4 separate regions of the Zea mays genome follow, and all the other regions are linked to region 1. The links are chromatin contacts, called in public Hi-C maps. All regions are on one chromosome and are shown on one strand. The core of a region is the stretch at or near the end of the contact, and the rest is flanking DNA. Distances in the headings are between cores, read along the strand shown. Region 1 holds the start of LOC100502224. Region 2 holds the start of LOC100381930 (transcription factor LHW). Region 3 holds the start of LOC100284289 (serine/threonine-protein kinase WNK4). Region 4 has its middle 30 kb from the start of LOC109945628.

Region 1 (5,690 bases), core at 1,890-4,389:
GTAATACGCTTCGATTATAGCTTTAACCACTACGAGACCTTCCTTCTTCTCTTTCTAGCCATGGCGAATGCAATATCGTATGTCATATCTTATGCATATTCAGTTTATCTGCTCTCTTGTATGGTGTACTGTTTACTTCCTAATTCAAATGGATGGATGTATGTTTGCGCTCGCATAGAGAACGGTCCGGTTGAGGAGTCCAAAGAACTCGCAGGAGAAGCCCCTGAGCAGCAGCTGGTTGGTGGAGGCAAGTGTCCCTTGACCTATCTTTGTCCTATACAATTCTATAATTCACTTCCCGCATTTACACAGTTATACCTAAGGATTGACTAGCTTTTGTTATCCATGTCCTTGTTTACCTATTTGGGTTGGATTATTATGGTTTAGCTTTATGCTAGTGCTTAACATTAATCAATGAACATGATGAGATCTATCAATGATACGTTGTTTCCCTCCTTTATTATGATGTTATACTTGTGGCATTTAAGGGGGCTCGAGCGGTTTCTCGAGTGCCTCTCCGTAAGGACCTGTTCGTTGGATGACCGCCCGGGAAAACAGTGCAACCATGAGGGTGGAGTGGGACGCCCTTAGCTGAATAATTAGAGGACCCGGGGTGTAGTTCGCTTAGCCGTCATGCCGTTAATGGGGCTCGGTGTATGCGGCTTGCTCCGTCAAGTTTGGTTCGCCCCTTGGGGAGGAGTGCGGTGCATTTAGGAAACCTAACGGGCGGCTACAACCCCGGAGAATCTTTGTAAATGCTACGTAGTGATACCCTGCTGGGTCACCTTGGTAGTGATCAATGGAGAGTCATGATCTCCAGGCAGAAAGGGAATCACAGCTTGTGGGTAAAGTGCGCAACCTCTGCAGAGTGTTTGAAAACTGATATATCAGCCGTTCTCACGGTTATGAACGACCAAGGGAGCTCCATTGATTAGTGATACTTGGTCAGAGATGTTCGGATTACAGGTGGCAATGAGAATGATGGTGTGGCATTAACTATGGTAATGGTAAGTGGTACTCTTTCCGTTTGGAAAGGGTACGTTTGGGTTAATAACGTGGGTTAATTCTAAAACTTGGCTTTCTCTACTAGTAATAATAATCTGACCAACTAAAAGCAACTGCTTGACTTATCCCCACATAAAGCTAGTCCACTACAGCCAAACATGATATTTGCTGAGTATGTTGATGTGTACTCACCCTTGCTCTATACACCAAACCCCCTTCCCCAGGTTGTCCACATTGCAACCACTGCTCAGGAGAAGATGAAGCCGTGGAAGGAGACTTCCAGGAGTTCCAAGATTACGACGAGTTCTAGGCGTGGGTTAGCGGCAACCCCCAGTTGGCTGCCTGTGAAGGCCGCGTGTATCTACGTTTCTTTTCCGCACTTTGATTATTGTAAAGACTATGTGGATATCTTAGACATATGATGTAATCAACTATAATTACCCTTTTATGTTATGATTTTAGCACTGTGTGATGATGTCCAGTTATGTAACTGCTGTGTACATGAATTGCTGATCCTGGCACGTACATGGTTCGCATTCGGTTTACCTTCTAAAACCGGGTGTGACACTACGATGTACTACCATGCGAGGGCTCATCGTCAAGGCTGGAAATAAAACATAAAAATGAATTACACTACTGCTATTGTCAATATTACTCAACATGATTTGTAGAAAAGTTAGTAAATGTAGAACGATACACGTACATAATATCATTCCAGTTGTATTCCATCTACCCACTTCCTCCTACTGTACAAGAGAACTTAGGGTTATAGGGTGTCGTGCAATTTGCTGAATTAATCAAAGGGCAAGAACAAATTGGCAGTCTAGCTGTGCGATTTGCTGAATTAATCCTACTGTACAAGACAACTTAGACACGCTGTAGAGAACTGGGCGTGGCTGTGCGTATCAATGGAACTGGGAGTCTCAAACTGGGCGCCGCCGGTGGAATGCCGAGGTGAGCTGGCCCGTCGCCGGTGCAAGTCGAGATCCAGGCGCCGCCAGTGGAGGCCGCTGGGAGCCGGGCACCGCCACCACAGGGATATCAGGCGCCGCCTCTCAGTCCAAGCTAGAGATGGTAATGGGGACCCGATCTCCGATCCCACATGGGGAATTACTCCATTAGGGGATGGGAACGGGGAAGAAACTTCCCCGTGGGGATATAAATGGGGAATATTCATACCCGACAGCTAAACGGGGATGGGACGGGGAAGCATTCCCCATCCCCATTTTCCGCTGGGACCCGTTAAACTTGCATGTGATGGTTTTTTCGTGTACTAGTTAACGATAAAAATAAATAATTTCTTTGTCAAAAGACCACTAATTGTATAAATGTGTTCATTTTGATGTATGAATAATGATTTCTTATATCTGACAATTTGTATAAGTGACAATATTTTACATTAATAACAAAGAACGTATTTCCTAATTATAATTTATATGGGGATGGAGATCCCCGTGGGGGATTTATCCTCGCAAGGAACGAGGATGAAGAAGAAATATTCCTCGCAAGCGTTCGTGGGGATCCCTATGATTTTTTTTTTATCACGGGGATGGGGATGGGAAGCTATTCCCCAGCGGCGAATTCTCCATTGCCATCCCTAGTCCAGCAGAGAAGCGAGGTGAGAATGAGAAGAGAGAGGGGCAAGTTGGGAGTGGCAGCCTGCACTAAAATGAGTTGAGCGACGACCATTATGACCATTATGGCCAGGGGCACAAGCATCTGATCAGTTTAGTAAAATAAGGTGAAGTTTCAAATAACTCTCTAAACAATATTTTATCTGTAACCATACGATTGATAATGGTCTCTATACGAAACATGTTTTTATAATGATATTTGAGCGAATTCTAAATTACTGGTCTCTATACGAAACATGTTTTTATAATGATATTTGAGCGAATTCTAAATTACGACAGGAATCCAAATTTCTCCCAGTGGAACGGTGGAAGTGTGGAACCATCGCATAAATGCCCCACTCGTCAGCGTGGAGCGTGGCTATATGGACCCACATGGCATTCGGCTACACGCATTCGCTAGGTGGGCCTCACAACAGAGCACACAGGCTGGTTCGAGACCCCGGGCACGTTTCTACAAATCCTAAGAAAACTCCAAAAAAAGACAAAATAACCCAGAAATAAAAATCGCCGTGGAGGCGAGTCGCCGCCGGCACCGCCCGGCACGGCCTTCTTCTCCGGCGAAGGCGGAGCTCGTTACGGGGATTCCGCATCCGTTAATCGGTCCCACCGGATCCCTCGCCGCCTCCCACGGGCCGGGCCGCGCCGTGGCGCGCGCGCAGGCCGAGATGCGGAAGAGGATGGAGAGCGTCGACGATCTGATCGAGGAGGCAAAGCTGCGCACCGTCTGGTGGGCGCTCTGCATCTTCGCCGTCTCCTACTTCCTCACGCGTGAGCACGTCCCCCTCTGTCCCTCTCTGCTTCCGTGCCTCATTTGCGACCGAATTGGTTTTGCCACCCCCACCCACACATACAACACAAATGTTCCGCAGCATCGCCCAGACGAGGGATACGATTGGTTCGTTAGCGACTACAACCTTGCCATTTCGTGTCTATCTGATGGACACAGCATAGGTGCGAGAAAATTTGTGTAGCTTGCTTCTGTAAATGCTGGGATTGCGATGTGATTTGATGGCTCATGCGTTACAAACTAGAGACCTTTTGTTGACCGGGAAGCTAGCGCTTGTAGTCACACCATCTGATAGCTCCTGAATCTATTCTGTAGTGACCTGTAATGCCTGTTACGTGGCATTTTTTTGAAAGTTGGCTACTGCTTTTCTGCCTGCATTCTATTTAGTTAATACTACTACTGCTGCTGCTTTTCGGTTACAGTTACTAAGAAGGCTTGCTGGATTTGCTTGAGATCCTGAAAATCCGAAGTTTAGGATCCTTAATTTCATTTTAGAAACTTCTGCATGCATTGTTTATGAAACTGCTGGAGATGGGAAGTGTTAATCTAGGGTTTCCTTAGACTCTCTTTGTGAGATTTCATTGTGGCTAGAGTGCTTCTGGATGGTCCGATGCAAACGATAGATGTTTTGGTGGTTATTAAAACGTGCCGAGTATGAAGCAGAGGTATTGGCATTAGCGATTGGATAAACTTGAAAAGATAGTGATGTTCATTCTACTCTGAGGTGAGGTACAGTTTGTATGTAAATTTCCAAGCCATAATCACCCAGGTGCCACATTTTGAAATTTTCCCGGACTCGGGGGTTGAAGATGAGTTTGTGTCACACATTTCTATGTTATTTACCTATAGTGTGAGGTCTAGGGAATTGCTCTTCAAGCTACAGAATGTGTTATGAATGCATGCAAAAGTTTTATGTTACGATGCTTCAGAGAATTTTAGCTTAGCTTTAGTAACCACTCAAACGATGTGGTGGATATGTGGGGCATCTATCTAGTTGTTGTTGGCAAGTTGTGGTTTCGAATTAATGGTTGAACCAAAAAAAAAAAACTCCACCTACAAGGGGTAAGACAGCCCCTGGGTATTGTATTAAGAAAATAAGAAGACTTTCTCACACATGAGGAGCACTACTCAGAGCACCTAACCAATTCAGCTAGAGTCCCTTTTGCAACTAATGGTTGAACACAAATGCAAATAGCAGCTAGTTTGTGTCCTTCTGAATCATATAGTGAGTCTTCTCTGTCTTTTACTCAACTTGGCTCAGAGTTCAGTCATGACACTGCAATGATGTCTTGAGCCTTCATGATATCAACAAATGAAGGCAAAGATGATCCAGTGAGAGACGTGAAGTGGATTTTGCTTGTCTATTGTTTACGTATTAATGAGTTAGCTTGCAGAAAAATAATTGCCTATAGTCCCACCACTTGTGAACCATTTTTGAAGTAATTGGCTAGTTGTCAGTGGAAAAGTAGCTTCAGATAAATTAACATTTTAACTTCACTATTTGGTCATGTGTAATTTTATTAATTATTATATTTTAAATTAAGCATGCATATATTTTTCTCTAGCCTGATCTTTTTACTTGTCAAAATAGCCTTCTTTCCTTCCTTTTTTTCTGTTTCACTTTCTGCTCTGTGAACGTGTTGGCAACCTTTGAACACTTAGTAATTATTGATCTTTCAACCCTTATTATTGATTTATTTTTGTGCGCAGAGGTTTCTTTATGTTTGTATTATTGTATACGCAGTATATTTCTTCTTAAATATATAGTCCAGTCGCTTGTGTCCATGCTAAGATCCATATCATTTTGTTTCAAATAGATACAAGTAAATCAATGTGGACAAATGTGCCCATGTCAATCCTTATACTTGCATTTCTGCGATATCTCTCCTTCAAAGTGGAGTTCCGTTGGAGGGAACACCCTGTACGTAAGCAGACACATTTGTCTCAAGCCTCAAAGAGACAGTTGTCTGCAAATGATCATCGCCTTTCGACTGTACCACCAGTCTCCAGATGGAGAAGGAAAGTTGGTTCACCTTCTGTTGAGGCTGCTTTTGAAAGTTTCATTGAGAAAATTTTACGAGACTTTGTTTTAGACTTGTGGTACTCAGATATTACTCCCGACAGAGAGGCACCAGAACTGATACGTGGCTTAGTACTTCATGCTCTTGGTGAATTATCAGGCAGGGTGAAAGAGATGAATCTAGTTGACATGCTAACAAGGTGACTAAAGGCTTGGTATACTATCTAATATGTACCATCATTAT
Region 2 (5,690 bases), core at 859-3,358, 450 kb after region 1:
TTAATGTTCTTTTTGAAGAGCCAACCATTTTTAACTTTAGCTAAATATAGGTAGTGTTTGGTTACTAGGGACTAATTTTTAGTCCCTCTATTTTATTCCACTTTAGTCTATAAATTGCAAAATATGGAAACTATAACTCTATTTTAGTTTCCATATTTCACAATTTAGTGACTAAAGTGGAATAAATTAGAGGGACTAAAAATTAGTCTCTAAAACCAAACACCCCCATATACTCCCTCCGTCCCAAATTAAAATTCGTTTTACCTTTTTATCGGATTCATACAATAATCAATGTATGTTCTATATATATGTCTATATTAATAATCATCCATATGAACGTAGACATAAAAATCTAGAGCTAAAACAACTACTATTTTGGGATGGAGGGAGTATTAGAAAATATTAATATTCATAGTTTATATGTAATACAATAAGATAGATCTTTGGATATATTTTTAGGATAAGCTTATTTGGAGATATATTTAGAACAGATGCTTGCGTCACTTGCCACTATTTTTGGTCTAGTGTGAGCGGACCAGAATTAAAGCAGCTCGCTAGCTGACAAAAGTTGAAGGACTGAAGAAGGCTATACCCACAGTGCTTTAAATGAGGTGGCAGCAGCACAATGGAACCAGACAAAACTGAAATTGGGTTCGCATTTATTTCGCTGGAGAATTCTCAGAAGAGGAGAAGCACTCAGCACTCAGCAGTACTGGCCGTACCTCGGAGGAGAGCCCGTGACCATTGGCGGTACCGCGGACGATCCATTGGTGGTTGCCACTGAACGCAGCACGGCCTACGGTCCTGCCAAAACAAAAAACACAGGCGCATCGCGTTCTAAACAAGAGAGACGATGGCCAAACCAAGAAATCGCTGCGGCTGCTTTTGCTTACCCTTGTCCGACGACATGGACCTGCGACGCCATAACGCTGTGAACAAGCGAGCAGATGGTGTTAGCAGCAGGAACAGAGCACCCGGCGTCGCTGGGCAGAGATTCGGAAGGCTCAGATCCGACAGGACATGACGTGTGGCCACAGTAGCCGTCCTCCTGCACCAAATGCCTGTGCATTTCCAGGGGGGGAAATGAGACAGAGGAACCATAACCATGAGGCGATGAGGAGTATGAAATTTGGAGGAAATTGTTCGGCTTTTTTAGCTCAGATATTCCCATCTTCGAAACTTCGAGCGAATTTTCAGAACAGATTAGCAACGAAAACTTGACGGTTGGAAAAAGAATGGTTGAATGAGCACAAAGACCAAAAAATAACTTTTGTTACGAGAACGAGCAGGATACCAGCGAAGAAAAATGAGCACAATGGCAGAAGTCTTAGATTTTTTGTAAGATTCAGCGGGAGGACGAGCTCGAACACAAAAAAACCAAAGAAAATCTGAGGAAACAGTGGAGGCGGCAGCTTACACGGGGTCTGCAGCACCGATGGCCTTCCAGAAGACGGCGTAGGACCACCCGATCTCCTCGCACAGCCGTCGCAGCGCGTCCCCGACCGCCATCTCCGTGCCCCCCGCCCCCTCCCCTCTTCCTCCAGCCGCTCCGCTAGAACCCCGGCGCCCTCAGCGCCAAAACCCTAGCCCCGAGCCCCCGACTCGGATTGCGAGAGAGAGAGAGAGAGAGACGGCGTCCAGTCGCTCGGTCTACGCGCCGCGGCAGCTGGCGCGCCCGGCCTGCTTCGCGCGGAGACCGCCGCCCCTCCACGCAGCTGCCGCCTCCGGAGCACCTACGCGTCCCCTCGCCGCCGGGGCACGGGCAGCAGCCATCACAGGGCGGGGCCAGTGGCCAGCTCCTTTGCCGAGGGGGTGTCGTCGCCCTCCTCGTGAATACAAGACGAGCGCCTCTCACAAGCGGCGGCGGCGGCGGCGCCTGCGATGGCAGCCACGGCTGCGGCGCGCGGACCTCCCGGATTCAGCCTTGTCGCTGGCTGCTGCCTCCACTCCACTCGTGGGGGCGGCGGCTCAGCCTTGCTGCTGCTGCTGCTGGCTGATCTCCACTCTCTATGGTCTGCTCTGCTGCCTCTATTTGCTTGAGAGCTAGCGTCACTGTTGTGTTGTGTGTGTCTCGCTCGCTTTCGTCCGCATTGCTGCTTTGTTTACTTGCCTTCCTTTTCCTTTTCCCTCTTTTTTTTTTCCCTTGCCTTCGCGGCTCCCGAGACAGCCATCATTCCTTCCACAAAGGGCAAAATGGAGAATTACTTTAGATGATGCTTTATAGTTTTATTTGTACCAAATCCATGTTGTGATGACCAGTCTTTTTTTTTGTCTCCGGGCTCCGGGCACATGGCTATACATTAAAATGTCTCTTGTTTCACAGGTAAAAGAGTTATCATAATGTTTTAAAGTAAAATAGAGTTTCTAAATGATATCCTAAACAATTTAAATTATACTGCCTCTCCGTTTTTTTATTTGTCGTAGTTTAGTTAAAAATAAACTAAGGTGCAACAAATATTTAAGAACAAAGGTAGTGGTACCGATTTTTTTTCACAAACTTGTAAAGTATGTCTCTTAAAATTATTGGTCCTATAAGAAGAACACGGCTTGATGGACTAGTTTGACAAATAATCATTAAGTAGAGTCCATAAATTTAATCATTTCTAGACCAAAAGATGCCTTTGTTTATGAGGAGTCCATAAATTAACAGTTGCGCACTTATTCGTCCTAGATTTTGGAGTTGCCACACGCCGGTTGCATATTAGCTACTTTCACTTTTTGCCATCCTTTTGTCTTTACATTAACCCAAGGCACCAGTATCACCGTAGCAGTAAACAAACAAGAATAAACACGGCCGGAAAAACAAGATCGCTGTCGTCGTCGTTGCTGATTTAGGGTTCATGCCTTATTCTAGAATCTCATAATTACCTAAACAACTCCTAAATTTTTGTATTCGATATTGTGCCAGGCCCTCACAATCTCTAGGTCTGTTTGGAAGTAAAGCATCTTTATAGTTTCTAGACAAAATCGTCGTTTTTAGTGATACCATAATATTTTGTGTCATAAGAATAAATTCATGAAACTATATTTCCAAATCCATGGTATTCTAGCTATCATGATATTTTTGGAGTATTGAAAAAAAACTTCACTCCAACATAAAGTTTTTATGGCATGGCTAGCTTTTGCACAATAATACCATGGTTTACAACGCTGTATCCAAACATCGTTTCTCAAAAACCATGGTATTTGGGAGATGACAAAAACTACAGTATTGGCATAGCAATTGTAAGTATAATATTTTATAAAACCATGGTCATAAAAAATATTGTTGCCAAAAGGGGGGGGGGCTTAACTTAAGCTGATAATGAGATTTGTATTAGTTTTTATGCGGTATGGAACTTATCAAAATTAAATCCATAGGGAACCAAACGTCACGTTAATTTATCTGCAATGCTATTTGTCATTTTAATTTCCACCTGTCACCAAAGCTTTATTATAGTACCAGTAGTAGTACACAACTGCCAAAAGTTGCATTGCTCCAAACAAGACAAATACCTGGATAATATAAAGAAGAAAAGAAAAGGAGCAGCGCAATTGGGAATATATGACATGTGTCAGGAGCAGAAAACTAGAGTATTGCTAGTTGCTGCATACTTGTACGCGTCCTGGCCTACACCCTGATCATACCGTGGAGCATTAGCAATGATGGTTACATGGACCTTCAGAAAAAGGCCTTCTTGGAGTGCAAATCATGCGGTCGTGTATGCTTTTGAGGGGCTCGGGTGGGGTGGGGTGGGGGGGGGGGGGGACAGTTTAGATTTTTAACAAATAAAATACTGTAGTATAGTATAGTTTTCCTTGCATAAAGGGCGCGAGGGAAAGTAATAAAGTGTATAGATAAGCCATTCAGACGGCCAATGCTGCGCCTGTGCTAGCTAGCTAGATTGGAGACTTTTTCCAGCAAAGTTGTACTCCATTTAGCGAGTAATTGAGGCTATGCATGGTGATCATTTGATTAGAACCTAATAAATATGGCCAGAGGTTAATTACAATATAATGATAGCTTTCTTCCATTTAAATCGATCTATGTGTTTCAGGGATTTCTGCATTCCAGTTCGAGACCAGCACTTTTCCTGATGATTAAACTAAGACTATGTTTGGAAGCAACTCAGTTCTTTTTATCTTTTAGTCAAGAGAGGCTAGCTTTTTATATTTAAGAAACTAAGAATCTAATTTCTATAAACTGATTCATAAATTGGTATGTTTGAAACCACCTCAATTTCTATATATAAACCAGTTTGTTAAAAAATGGGTGCTTCTAAACAGGGTCTAAGAGCAACACCAAGAGAATAAGTATTATAAAGGTAAATTTAGCTAATATTAGAAGAAAGGTGTATTCAATAGACTCTGTAAATGACTCTTCAAATTTAGTGGCTCTCTATCCCTCTACGTTCGCTCTCCATTTTTAGATAGTTTGCTTCACTCTCTATTCAGTCCGTATGTTTTACTGAGTCTGTTGGATTAGCCTATATTTTTTCTCTAAAATCTATTTTAGAGAGTAGCTAAATCATTAAATTTAGCTAATCTTTTTATCTAATTTTTTGGATTTGCTCTAAGTTATCCACTTTTATCTCGCTGGACTTAATGCTTGCAGCGGTTAGAGACCCTTGACTAGCTAGCAGAGCAATCAAACTGGCGACACGCACACGTCAATCCATGCTTTTACCACTAGAATCCAGCTTTTGCTAAACCAGATCTTTGTCGTTTGATCTTGCTCACTTTCCGTTTGGTCCCCATCTGCCGCTGAAATGTCCTTTCTCTCCCTCCCTCCTTGCTTGTATACCCACTATGCTAGGTAATGGTTGTGGAGAAGAGATTAGTTCTGCTCATGTCATCTAATCCTTTAACTAAAGGGAGCAAATGCAGATGTATCCCTTTCAGGTATGATATGATGTTATATCCTAATTGTTGCTGTGTTCCTTGACCAGTCCAACACATGTTATGTCCCAGCAGCTTGAATCTTTTTTTACGTTGCTTCGCTGTTTAAGTCATGTTTGAAAGCAACCCAGTTTTTTTTTGTGTGTTGCTTCGATGTTTAGTCACATACCTAAAAAGCTCTATGGACACACACACGCAAAAAAAATATATATGCCGCCACTTTATTTCAAGATAGCTGCCGAAAGCGATTGATATATGTATGATTAAGAATAATGTGCACCGTGTTTGGAATTAGGCCGTTAGCAGGAACGTGTTGCATTTCATTGTTTAATGCTAGAGAAGATGACCAAATCCAATCGATGAAAGATTTCGATGGGTCGTTAGCGCGGATGCTTGCACTTGATCTCTTTGATCTAGAAATTGACTAGCGCACATGTTTCTTCTAGAAGGTCGAGATATATATATCGAAATAATCTCGCTGGATGGATGTAGGGGAGAAAGCAGGAAGAACTATGTAGATGACCAATTTGGTTCAATTAACTTTTGTTCTTGCCATAAAGCTGGATTCCGTCATTACTGACGAATACCAAATAGAGTAGGCAGGCACTACTTCGAGCTCCCAATCACTGGCACATTTTTTTTGTTCCATTAAAGGACGGTAAAACATTTACCATACATTTTAGTAAAAGAAAATATAAAAAAAGTTGTCGGTCTAGTTTTTTAAGTGAAAGCTAGGTATAAAACCAACCAACTAGAATACAACGATCAACAACTCAAGCATCAAGGCTGGGGCTTCTAAGAGGATGTTTAAA
Region 3 (5,690 bases), core at 1,205-3,704, 330 kb before region 1:
GAGCAGGGAGAGTCTTCAATTTAAAGGAATCGGCTCGGCTACTCACGGATTTGAACGAAGTTAGGCTCACAGCGGTGACAAGATGTTTTTACTAAGGCAAGTTCATCGTGGCACGCAATGGAGCAATGTCCTAGGGCAATCATTGGCTACTCTTCATGACTTGCGACGACATGGTAAGATGGCCTATGGCGTGGCGCGATTGAGGTCACTGGCAGCCACGACAGCATCGGCCACTCGGCCACGTCGTAGAGCAAATGAGTGCGGCCGATGAGTTCACGCTAGAGACCATATCCACCTCCCTTCCGATCTTTTTACTTCTAGTAGTTATCCACGCACCATCGGGCATGAATCGTAACACCAGCGTGGATCGCGACGCGGGGATCACTGGCAGCAGGTTCTATGAATCCGAGATCTTTTTAGTTTACTGTACATACTGAATGCCATTTTGAAATCGCCTGACAGCCCGACTTTGGGGGTGTTTTACTCTAATTTCTGTACAACACTAGGTCCAACTCGGTATAAAGAATTTGATCTCCAATGCAAGACCTACAACTTTGCTATAATGATCATAGTCTTTAACCCCATGAATCAGGCACGAATTAGCTCCCAACTTGGAGAAATGTCACTGGTTTCTCAGTTTCAGTGTTACCCTAGTATGACAACACAAGTTGGGAGACGTTTTACACTAAGCTCCAAACAATTTTAGGGCTAGGTTCCTTACACAAATTTGTACTACTATAGTAGCTCTACATCTTTGTTATGGTGACTCATAACAAACTCCTCATAGATCAAGAGATACAGAGGCTTAAAGTTGGCTTGTTGACACTGTTTTCAGAGTTTAAAAAAAACAAGGATGCTCATGGATCTTTTTTGCAATTTACTCCAAGTTTCACCACAAAATATGGAAATCCCCAAACATGAAAGTTGCTTAACTTTTGTTACCCTATCATCTTGATTTATACACTTTTGACTAAAAGTGCATAGAACCTGAAATCACCCTATAGGGCACTATTTAGGGTTCCAGATTAGGGTTTTGAGTGTTCTAGGATACATGTAGCACTTAAGCTCTCCAAGATAATATTTCTTGAGCATTTCTACCAACTTGTCAAGATCATCCTTTAGTACTCATCTTACAAGGCCACATGTTTCTAATTCTTAACGAGAGATATTCTAACCTAGGGTCAAGAATCCCTTTTACCAAGTCAGATCATCACACAAGCATCACATCACATGTTGGTTTTGAAATAGCCTAGTGGATGCATCCTAGGTGTATCATACATAATGTAATACTAATGCATATGATGTCATGCCAAAGTTTTAGTTCTCGTAACACCAGGGGTGTTACAGCTACGGTCTATGATCAATTCCCAGATCGTGAGTTGTTTGGCATGACATGTGTTTGACTCGTGCCTTGTGTCGAGTCGGGTCGACATGTGTCTGCCTAAACGCGTTAAATTTTTTGGTTAGATCGAGTTTTTTGATTTTGGGTCAGATTTTAGATAAAAATTATGGCCTATATTCGACTTATAGATTATTGTGGATCAAAAAATATGGCCCGCGTACACCGTATTGGTGGGATTAGGGCTGGAAAAAAGCTCGAGGCTGGCGAGCCAACTCGAGCTTGGGCCGACTTGGCTCAGTTTGGCTTGAGGCGGCTCGCGAGCCTCAAGCGAGACGATGCAGGTTTTCAAGCTCGTTAGTCCAGTGAGCCAAGACGAGTTGGCTCGCGAACTATGCCAAATTAATCAACGTATTGAATATTAAAAAAATTAGAGATATCTAACTCATTCATTAGCCTTTGATGATGAAAATATAACAATTTATAATCTAGATTATTCATAATAATGAATGATAATTATATTTTTCACATTTATATACTATTAAGTCACTATATATGTAATACTCCCTCCGTCCAAAATATAATTCTTTCTAGTTCATTTTTTTCTGTCCATATTCAATCAAATAAGAATAAATATAGACACACATGTAACCTACATTTATATGTTATTTAACGAATATATGATTAGTTTAAACGAATTATATTTTAAGATAAATAGAGTATTATTTATCAAAGTATAGCTCATGAGCCGAACTTCGTTCTAAAGGTCATTGAATAGACGAGCCAAATTTATTAAGGGTCTGTTTGTTTCGCATGGAATGAAGGTGGAATAAATCTGACTTGGATTTCTTTAATAACTACTATAAGTTTTGGAGATTTGGAATTAATCCTTCCAACAGAAACGAACAGGCCCTAAGTCACCTAGCCACGCCGACTCGAGCCAAGACCAACTCGTTTCCAGCCCTCGTGCGATTCGATAGCCCATCCTCAGGTGTAATTCTCGCCATGTCTCCGGGCCCACATGCAGCCTCACGTGATCCCGTTCCTAAGTTCTAACTACCCGCGGCGCTGTGCCCGTGGAACTTGGAACGAGTATTTACTGTATTTTGAGTCACAACTCACAAGGGTAGTTCAAAGTCCGGAACTCCAGACTCGCGTTCGCACGCCGCCTTTCGCGCTGCGTTAGCGCCTTAGCCTGCTAGGGCTCGTCGATTCATCGCCGGCTCGACTTCTGATCTCGCGGGCAGAGCAGCGCGCCGGCGCGATGGCTTCGGATCCGGATGTGTCCGGCGGCGAGCAGGCGGAGCCGCCCGACGATGTGGACGACCCCGACGTCGACGAGGTCGACCCCACTGGCCGCTACTTCAGGGTATGTGCTGCGCCGCCCAACCGCCGTCCCTTCGCTTCTGCTGCTAATGCCGCCATGTTGATAAGTCTCGTCGGGTTGCCGGGTGGGTTGGCGCTGGGGGCTTTCAGTTTCCTGAATGTTGAATCTTGATTGTATTCTGAGCTTCTGCGTTTATTCGTCTGATTCTGAAAACTATAGATCTTTCCCTGATCTCAGCGGTTTCGTGCGTGCATTGCAGTACAAGGAGGTCGTGGGATCAGGGGCCTTCAAGACAGTGTACCTCCCTTCCCTCTCCTCAGCAGTTTATGCAGTAATTAGTATTACTAGTTTCCTGGATTTCAGGCTGAGTTTTCGAGAAATCATAAAGATTCAACCTTGAATACCAGATTATTTTTGTTTTTTTAAAAATATGACGTGAAAACTTCTTGCTTGTGTTTGTTGATTCACGTGATCGATTTGGTTGGCAGCTACAAAGGTTTCGACGTGGTCGAAGGCATCGAGGTGGCATGGGCTAAAGTGGAGATAACCGGCCGGACCATGGGATCCCCCAAGGAGCTCCAGCGGCTCAAGACGGAGATCCAGCTGCTGCGGTCGCTCCATCACAAGCACATTCTCAAGCTCTACGCCTCATGGGTCGACAACAAGAAGAGGGCGGTCAATATAATCACTGAGCTTTTCACGTCCGGCAACTTGAGAGAGTATGTAAATATAACATAACCCCTCCCTATATGTGCTGCTACGATGGAGTGTGATTGTTTTTATTATTTGTGCCTAGTACCTTATTTTGTGGCAAGGTAAATGTTCAGTTATTTACTAATGGCAAACAAAATCTGAACAACTCTTTCTTTTTTCAAATTTAAAATCTAATGGTAGTTTTAGTTTTCACTTCTCAGGGGACAAAAATAAATACAAAGTTGGTTCTTTTTTCCTTTCCATTCAGAAGGACAGCAGCTGTACAGAAGTAGCTAGCTTCACCATCCCCTTTCATGATCTATGTTATGGTGTGGTTAGGTACCGTACGAAGCACAAGAAAGTTGACATGAAGGCAATGAGGCGATGGGCCAAACAAATACTGACAGGGCTAGCCTATCTGCATAGTCAGAAGCCACCAATCATACACAGGGACTTGAAGTGTGACAACATTTTCATCAATGGGAACCATGGGAAAGTTAAGATTGGAGACTTCGGTTTGGCAATGGTGATGCAGCAGAGGAAAACACAGAGTATACAAGGTACGGTTTTCTACAGGCTACGCTGCCACATATTTCTGAAGCATAGGAGATCTGTGGTGAGCTTGATATGGTTATCGGTAACATGTAACCTGAAACACAGGCACCTTAGAGTTCATGGCACCAGAGCTGTTTGGTGAAAACTACAACGAGTTGGTGGATATATACTCTTTCGGCATGTGCATGCTTGAGATGGTGACTGGTGAGTGCCCTTACAGTGAATGTCAGGGCTTTGTTCAGATATACAAGAAGATATCTGAAGTAAGTGACCTGTCACCTAGATAGTACTTGTCTACTTCAAGAGTTCGCTAAAAAATAACCAGATTGTTCCTTTTTGTTTTATATGAATGGTGCAATAATGGTATAACTGCAGGGTGTAAAACCAGTTGCTCTCTCCAAGGTCAAAGATGCAGAAGTAAGGAGTTTCATAGAGAGCTGCCTAGCTTCAGCTGCTGATAGATTGCCAGCAAGTGAGCTCTTGAAGAGCCCTTTTCTCATGATAGATGACATCATCATCAATGATAAAACCTCTAATCCTGTGCAAGAACCTATAGCATTCCCGCCAAATTTGGATCTGGATCTTGAAGCCACACCAATTTTTATATCTTTGCTACCAAATGGAACCGTTGATAATGGGAAGGGATCTTTCAGCCTAGTGCTTCGAAGGGGTGGATTCGTACTAGAAGGAGATATGAGTGGTAGCAACCCTGTTAATTTATTACTAAGGATTCCTGTCCCCAATGGTAACTGCAAGCATCAAAATATCATCTTTGGTTTGTACAAATCTCGATTTGTACCATTCACTGATGCTGCGTTTTTATTCTTTTGGTCTTGTACAGGTAAATGTAAGAACATTGAGTTCGCGTTTGACCTGGAGAATGATACAAGTCTTTTGGTGGCTACAGAGATGGTGCAAGAGCTTGAACTACCTTCTTGGAGCATGCCTATTGTGGCAAAGCTGGTAGATGCGTTCCTGCTCAAAACTGTTCGTGGTTGGAGGCCGTGTGTTCAGGTCGGTCAGATGATTCAGGCAGTGCAAAACACTGCATCCGTGAATGGAAAAAGCATCTGAATCAATGTTTGTAGCTGATGCATTATTCTGCACCTTATGTAAATATATCATGCCCGAATGCAACGCCAGGCCTTGCTGACTAAGCACATCTTCTTTTATCTGATGCTGGTTAAAGTTTGGGCATGATTCCTAATTAGAATAGTGGTATGTTTCGTATTTTTTTTGGTTCGTATTGTTAGAAAGAGGTTCAGAGATAAGAGAAATTAAGAATGCTGTAACAGCCATCCTTGCTTTTTTTCAGTTTTTTTTAAAAGCCTTACCATGTGTCTATTTGGTACTGCTCAACTTCATGATTTGCAGCTTAGCTTTACAAGAAGTCTGTTGTTCACTTGTTACCAAATGCTATGGATAAAAAACAAGACAATTGTTAAGGATAAAGGACATTCATCCTCCGAAGCATTGTTTTTTCTTGGATCCAATGTTCATCGGACGAAGGTCATGAAAACATGCATTCATCATATCATTACTCATTAATAGGTTAATATATACAGATATCGATATAAAAGATACAAGTTATTGATTCATTGATATTTACATTCCATAAGGCATATATGAATGTCAATATAATTCGTATTACAATAATACATTCGGCTTGCTCGAAGGTGAAGACGCGAGAGAGCAATTATAATCCAGCGTGAATAGTACGATGCTACTGTTCATCTATTTATAGGTCCGAGTAAAATTGCATTCATGACCATCGAC
Region 4 (5,690 bases), core at 1,230-3,729, 270 kb before region 1:
GGACCTTGGTCAGAAGGTATCTTCATGCACAGATATGCTGGATGGAGTATTGCTTCGAAGGCATTCAGCGTCCCTCGACCAATCATTGCATTGTAAGGATAGTCCATATTGTAAATGTCAAATACAACTTGTTCTGTTCTTGTGTTATGAACATAACCGAAGGTGATTGGCATTGTTATCTTTCCAAGTGCCACTATCTGCCTCCCTCTGAAACCACACAAGGGGTGTGTTGCATCATGTATCTTGTCATCCTGCTCCTGCATCTGCCTGACGGCTTTTGTGAAGATGATATCTGTTGCACTGCCTATGTCTACAAGGACATTGTGAACTTGAAACCCTTTGATAATGCTAGATATGACCATTGCATCATTATGTGGGTAGTCCTTGAGCTGAAGGTCTTCCTGTGAGAATGTGATTGGTACATGAGACCACTTGGATTTTATGAAGGGTCCTTGCACTCAAACATGTTGTACCCTTCTTTGCGCTTCCTTCTTTTGTTTCTTATTGGCTGGTTCAGAGCTTGAGCCGCCTATGATTGGAAGCACCAGCTTCGTAGCCAAAGGTGTCGTCACAACTTGGTCACCTTGCGAAGCCATTGTCGTGGTCGTGGAAGTGAGTTCACTAGAGGTGGGCGCCAATGTTATTCACTTGTTCTCAAATGCTGTGAATAAAGAACAGGGCAACACGATTGTTAAAGATTAAGGACCTTTGTCCTCCGAATCATTATCTCGTCCTGGTTATAATGATCTTCAGACGAAGGTCACGAAGGACATGCCTTCGTGATTTAAGAAAATAATAGTCCATATCTATATGATATATGTAATCTAATCATTCATACATATATGTATTTTGTAATATACCCATGAACATTAACAAAATTTATATCACATTAATACCTTCGGCTTGCTCGAAGGTGTTGACGCGAGAGCAATTCAATCCAGCGTGAACAGTACGAAGGTACTGTTCACCTATTAATAGGCACGGGACGCAGCTCGGGTGAAAATACATTTATGACCTTAATTTGTATGCATAACCGTAACATAAATCATCAGGGATTAACTGGTCTTTTTCTTTTCGGTTCAGCACCATGCTTGACCTTCGTCATCATCTTAAGCCAAAGTTGTCGTCCTTCGGTTAGAAGCTTCGATATTCGTCATTATGGTTCTCAGATAGTATCTTCGTCTTGAGGACCTTCGGCAGAGAGGATCCTCAACATCACTTTGTCAGCGATACCTTTCTCTTGATGATCTTCGGTGGAGAAGAAGACCCCCAACATAAATGATTAATTGTCTCGATTTTGTGACAAAAACAATATTGTTTACTGCCTTGCCAATTTCGGTTAGCTAGATTGTCTTTAGTTAAAATAACACTTTTAATTAAGTACCATAGAAACATCTTAATCTTTAGGGGTGTTCTCATTTTCCTTATTTTCTTATTTATTATATTAGATACGTCACTACAGATCAAGGCCAAATAGTGAGATTTCACTGAGCACTATCCATTCGGATATAAAGTCTAGCGAACTTCATCCTCTCTTTATTCTAGCACAACATTAGAAATATGTGGCAATAAGTTATTCAAAACATCTAATTTGTGACCAATTAAATCTCGTGCCTCTCACTCGTTTTTCAAAAATAACTCACTATATATATAGTGCTCTAGTCATTAAAAATAATCGATTAGCATTTGTCGCGTCCAATGCAATCCAATCCAGAGTAGAGATAGCATTGAGTAAATACCCGTCAGATATTACTATCTCATACTCATACCAACGACGAAAAATAGCTCCGTCGGGTCACTTATATCTTCTTGTATGTATGGATTGACATCTATACCTATACTCATGTGGTTATGAGTCACCCCTCGGGTCACCCGTACCCACAAAGATTAAACATCTACATTATACAAATGTCAAGTATATCCATCTAAATATGATTATAAAATTTCTAGCATCATTCAATCATCTATTCAAGAATATCATAGATAATTGAATAAAGTAGCAACACTAGAATAAACTATGTAACACATTATATGTTTTATTACATGGTCATTAAATAATTGTTAAGCCTTATATGATATTATCGTTCCAAAGGTTGTTAAATAGTGAAAAAAGATGGATAACTAAAGCCAAAGTTCATGCTTTTGGGCTAAGTTTATATCGGGTATTTTATATCCACAAGTTAACAAGTATGGGTGAGGGTGGAACGTTCTAATGCTTGTTTAATCATTAGGTGAAGGTTTTGCCTAATAAAAAATTTAGTGGTAGAACATTTAGCTTATATACCCATCTTAATATATAGTAAATATCTATCGAGTAGTTTAGGGTACTAATTACCATCTCTAATCCAGGGACATGAGTCGCTTTCTCGACTTGCACGTTCCTGGTGCTTCTGAAGTCTGAACCGTACGTATCTACTATTCTACTGTCAAAGATCTAAGGAAAAAATTGCCCAACTGTGGCACACGCCATCAATCAATACAGTAAGGGCAATGTCATGAGAGTGACACTGCTGTGACATGTCCGACTGTCCTTGTCGGCTGTTGATAAGAACAGGGGACAATCATTCACGTTGCTTTCTCGATTTCCACGTGATTGGGGGGCGAAAAGTTCGACATGGTTGGTTCACTAGTGCGATCTGTGATATGCATCCGATGATCCATTGGTATGCAAAAGCGAAGAATGGACAGTTTTTTTTTTCATAGCAGGGCCCGTTCGAATAAATTTGAGGCACTGTGCCAAAACTAATAGTATCTATATTTTTATTAAAAATAATTAATAAGGCTATCTATCCAGGAACATACCTATATGCAAATTTCACTTTACGAATAGTATAGTCTACAGAGTATTTTAGACGACCATACGAGTGTAGTGCTGAACGCTGTCCAACAATCTACAACTTATAATAATATATATTGTAATAGCACATAAAAAACATATCTATTTTATTTGAATAACATCGTTCTTTTGGTATGGTTTAAAAAAATTTCTACAATATGATTATATTCGATCTTCCTAAGCCTTCACTCTCGAGTGCTATTATGGCTAAATAATAGTCTTTATTGTGTCCTAGTAGAATACAAATATGAATTTAGTAGCTTTACTTTAAAGAAACTTCGTTGTCGTGAGCAGACGTATTAGGATCCTATGAAGATTCATTTTTTGGTTCAACCCTCGACAGTTTCGCTTCGACGCATCGGCAGGGTCGGGAGAAAAATAGATACTACATATTAACATGTGTTATACAAAATTATAAAACTAGAATAAATCTGCTAACTTTTAGGTCCTTTAATTTTTGGAGATCCTGTACAAACGCGCTACTCGCACATACTTAGTCCCGGCCCTATCATAATTAACTAAGCATGTGGCTCTGTGTACGTTGATCGATCCGTGTCGCACCTGCGGCTGCTGCTGTAAAAAAGCATAAGCGAAATAAAAAAAAGGATTGGTCACGATAAAGCTCTCCCCTATTTTCACTTCTACAATTTATTATGGAAACAATGCACCGATTTGTACTCTAATCATTGTGATCACCACACTGAAAGAAAGTACTGACAGATATTTATAATTGTCAACCCATTATTGATGTGAACTTAACCCCTTCCGAAATCAAACTAAACAGATTGGCTAACAAAATGATTCTAGCTCTAGATCTAATCATGGATCCAAAGTATCACTATTAAAAAAAACCTAACATGACGTTTGGATCCCTTCATTTTAGATGAATTTAAATTCACTCAATAAAATAACTTATTTAGTTTAGAATTTTACATTCCACTACTTTCTGAAGTTCAGATTTAAGCCTATCTCAAATTCATGGGATGGGGGATTGAAAATGATTTTATGTATTAGTAGAATTTGTTCTACTCTGTAACTTACCTGACACTTTTCGTCTCACTTCTCTATAGTAAAAATATAGCACATAAATATCTCCAATATCTTGCTAATAATACTATACAAATATATTTTTCATAAAACCGAATTAGCTTAATTGATATATGTCTAAATTACTATTATTAGGATGAAATTTAATTCTAATGATCCAAACAGGGCGTAAATAACAAATCATACCAATCAAGACATGGCCACTAAACAACGGTAGGATCATATTCGACCTAAGACCTTCCAAAGGTTTTATCTAGCTTTATTTTGTAGTTGCCTCAAGCACCATGCATGCAAAATAAGAGAAAAGGAAGAACCTAATTATTCAAGTAATCTAGCGCTAAACCTTCAATAGAGGTTAGAAATGGCATGTACTCACCGTCCCTAGTCTCCCCAACAAAGAAATCAAGAGCAAACTCTTTCCCTTAGATATGAATTTGTTGTTGAAGCCCTCACTGCTAGAGAAAGTACCATCTATTGGGAACAGGCTACAGTATCGGATTCCCAACCGATAACCTTTAGTCCCGCTTGTTTGATCTGGTACTAAAAATGCTACTTTAGTATGGTTCTTGGCATAAACAACGAAATACATCAATAAAGAATTAAGGTGCCGTTTGGTTCACATATTTGTAACGTAATGGGTAACGGATAACGTTAAATCATGTTTGTTTTAGTCCAACCGTAATCAGATACCACACTATAATTTGATACCAGCCAATTCAAATTTGTTACCGTCAGTAATCGAGCCGAAACCATTACCATTACATTTGCGTTACATTTTTTGAACCAAACAGCACCTAAGTTACTTAATTCTACGAAAGATGTTTGCAAAGGAAGCATTAGTGTAGGCTTTTTGTGGAATTAAGAGGATGATTAAAACTTGGCTAACTGAATTGAAAGGTCAATATGGGTCTACTTAAGTTTGACATAAATTAGCCCTATGATTCTTAGTTATCCTTTAGTTCTCTTTTAATTAACTTATACGGTGGTTTGAACTGCAACAACTGTCTAGAAAATCCTAAAAATTCTACAAAAATTACAGTAGCTTCCTACTGACTACTGGAAGTTTCCATATGAGTTTGGTGTCAAAATAATTATGGTCCTTCCTACACAAAATTAACAAAAGCTAGTGTAGTACAGGCCAAGCCCCTCGCCGCCGCCGACCTCGTCCGCCCCCGCGCGTGGCCAGGATGACTCCGACCACCACCGACCATCATCAACCCATCGACGTGTTCGTCGGAACCTCCCCGATCTCCGAGGACACTTCACCGGAGCTAGACCGCCGCCGGTATGCCACGCTGCCCTTTTTTCCGTCGCGGTCACTATTTCGATGAGGTTAGGAGTGCGAGTTGGATAGTTCACAAGCTTAAGAGGGTTTCCACAATGTCAGTGACTTATATGAATAGTAACCCGATGACTCGTTTCTAAGGAACCAGGGAAGTTTACGCCAGGGACCGAGCGCAAGAGTGCTTTTCTTTTCCATTTTTGAATTTCTAATTCATTTTAATATACAGCAGACTTAGAAAAAGCATAACTTAAATAATATTGATCCAAATTTGGTCAAACCAATTTTACTATACTATGTATAATATAAAATACCAAGCAAAAATAGTAGCCCCATATTTCCTATATTACTTTTTAGAGTTTTGATTTAAATAGAAAAACCACTTAAACCTTGGAAATAAGTAAAAGGGTAGAAAAACTTTTAGACTGGAGTTGAGAAAACTTATAGAGATACTTGACCAGTATTTACAAGGTTTTAAAATATTAAGCACCCTAGTACCCAAGATTAAGCAAATTTTATCCCCAA

The links. A called contact is a pair of places that touch in the nucleus more often than the background predicts.
Region 2: a Hi-C map of leaf shows a contact between it and region 1, with 5 times the contacts expected there. The contact joins the promoter of LOC100381930 here to the promoter of LOC100502224 in region 1. A contact is called at or near these places in 3 of 25 Hi-C or Micro-C datasets (all in leaf) and 1 of 3 datasets of contacts at active chromatin or transcription factors (leaf).
Region 3: a contact with region 1 is called in a Hi-C map of leaf, with 5 times the contacts expected there. The contact joins the promoter of LOC100284289 here to the promoter of LOC100502224 in region 1. A contact is called at or near these places in 5 of 25 Hi-C or Micro-C datasets (ear, leaf and tassel).
Region 4: a Hi-C map of leaf shows a contact between it and region 1, with 8 times the contacts expected there. The contact joins the enhancer-like site here to the promoter of LOC100502224 in region 1. A contact is called at or near these places in 2 of 25 Hi-C or Micro-C datasets (leaf and tassel).

Annotation. Positions count from the first base shown.
Region 1 is chr4:219,689,333-219,695,022 of Zm-B73-REFERENCE-NAM-5.0, reverse strand. It overlaps LOC100502224, which reads left to right and starts at 3,139. Exons shown (of 15, transcript NM_001363236.1): 1 at 3,139-3,407; 2 at 5,244-5,646. The coding sequence starts at 3,305.
Region 2 is chr4:219,239,465-219,245,154 of Zm-B73-REFERENCE-NAM-5.0, reverse strand. LOC100381930 (transcription factor LHW) reads right to left here and starts at 2,108. Exons shown (of 10, transcript XM_008681465.3): 1 at 1,418-2,108; 2 at 894-1,061; 3 at 723-804. The coding sequence starts at 1,509.
Region 3 is chr4:220,020,686-220,026,375 of Zm-B73-REFERENCE-NAM-5.0, reverse strand. LOC100284289 (serine/threonine-protein kinase WNK4) reads left to right here and starts at 2,454. Exons shown (of 7, transcript NM_001398974.1): 1 at 2,454-2,708; 2 at 2,926-2,963; 3 at 3,155-3,385; 4 at 3,699-3,919; 5 at 4,020-4,177; 6 at 4,290-4,659; 7 at 4,756-5,212. The coding sequence starts at 2,604. The coding sequence ends at 4,988.
Region 4 is chr4:219,960,475-219,966,164 of Zm-B73-REFERENCE-NAM-5.0, reverse strand. No RefSeq gene overlaps it. Among protein-coding and RNA genes, the nearest start is that of LOC109945628, 30 kb to the right of the region's middle. Within about 2 kb of position 2,479, at least 14 of the 20 cell types and tissues checked have an H3K27ac peak or open chromatin away from gene starts, as enhancers often do. A contact at or near this core is called in leaf and tassel, where this site is marked.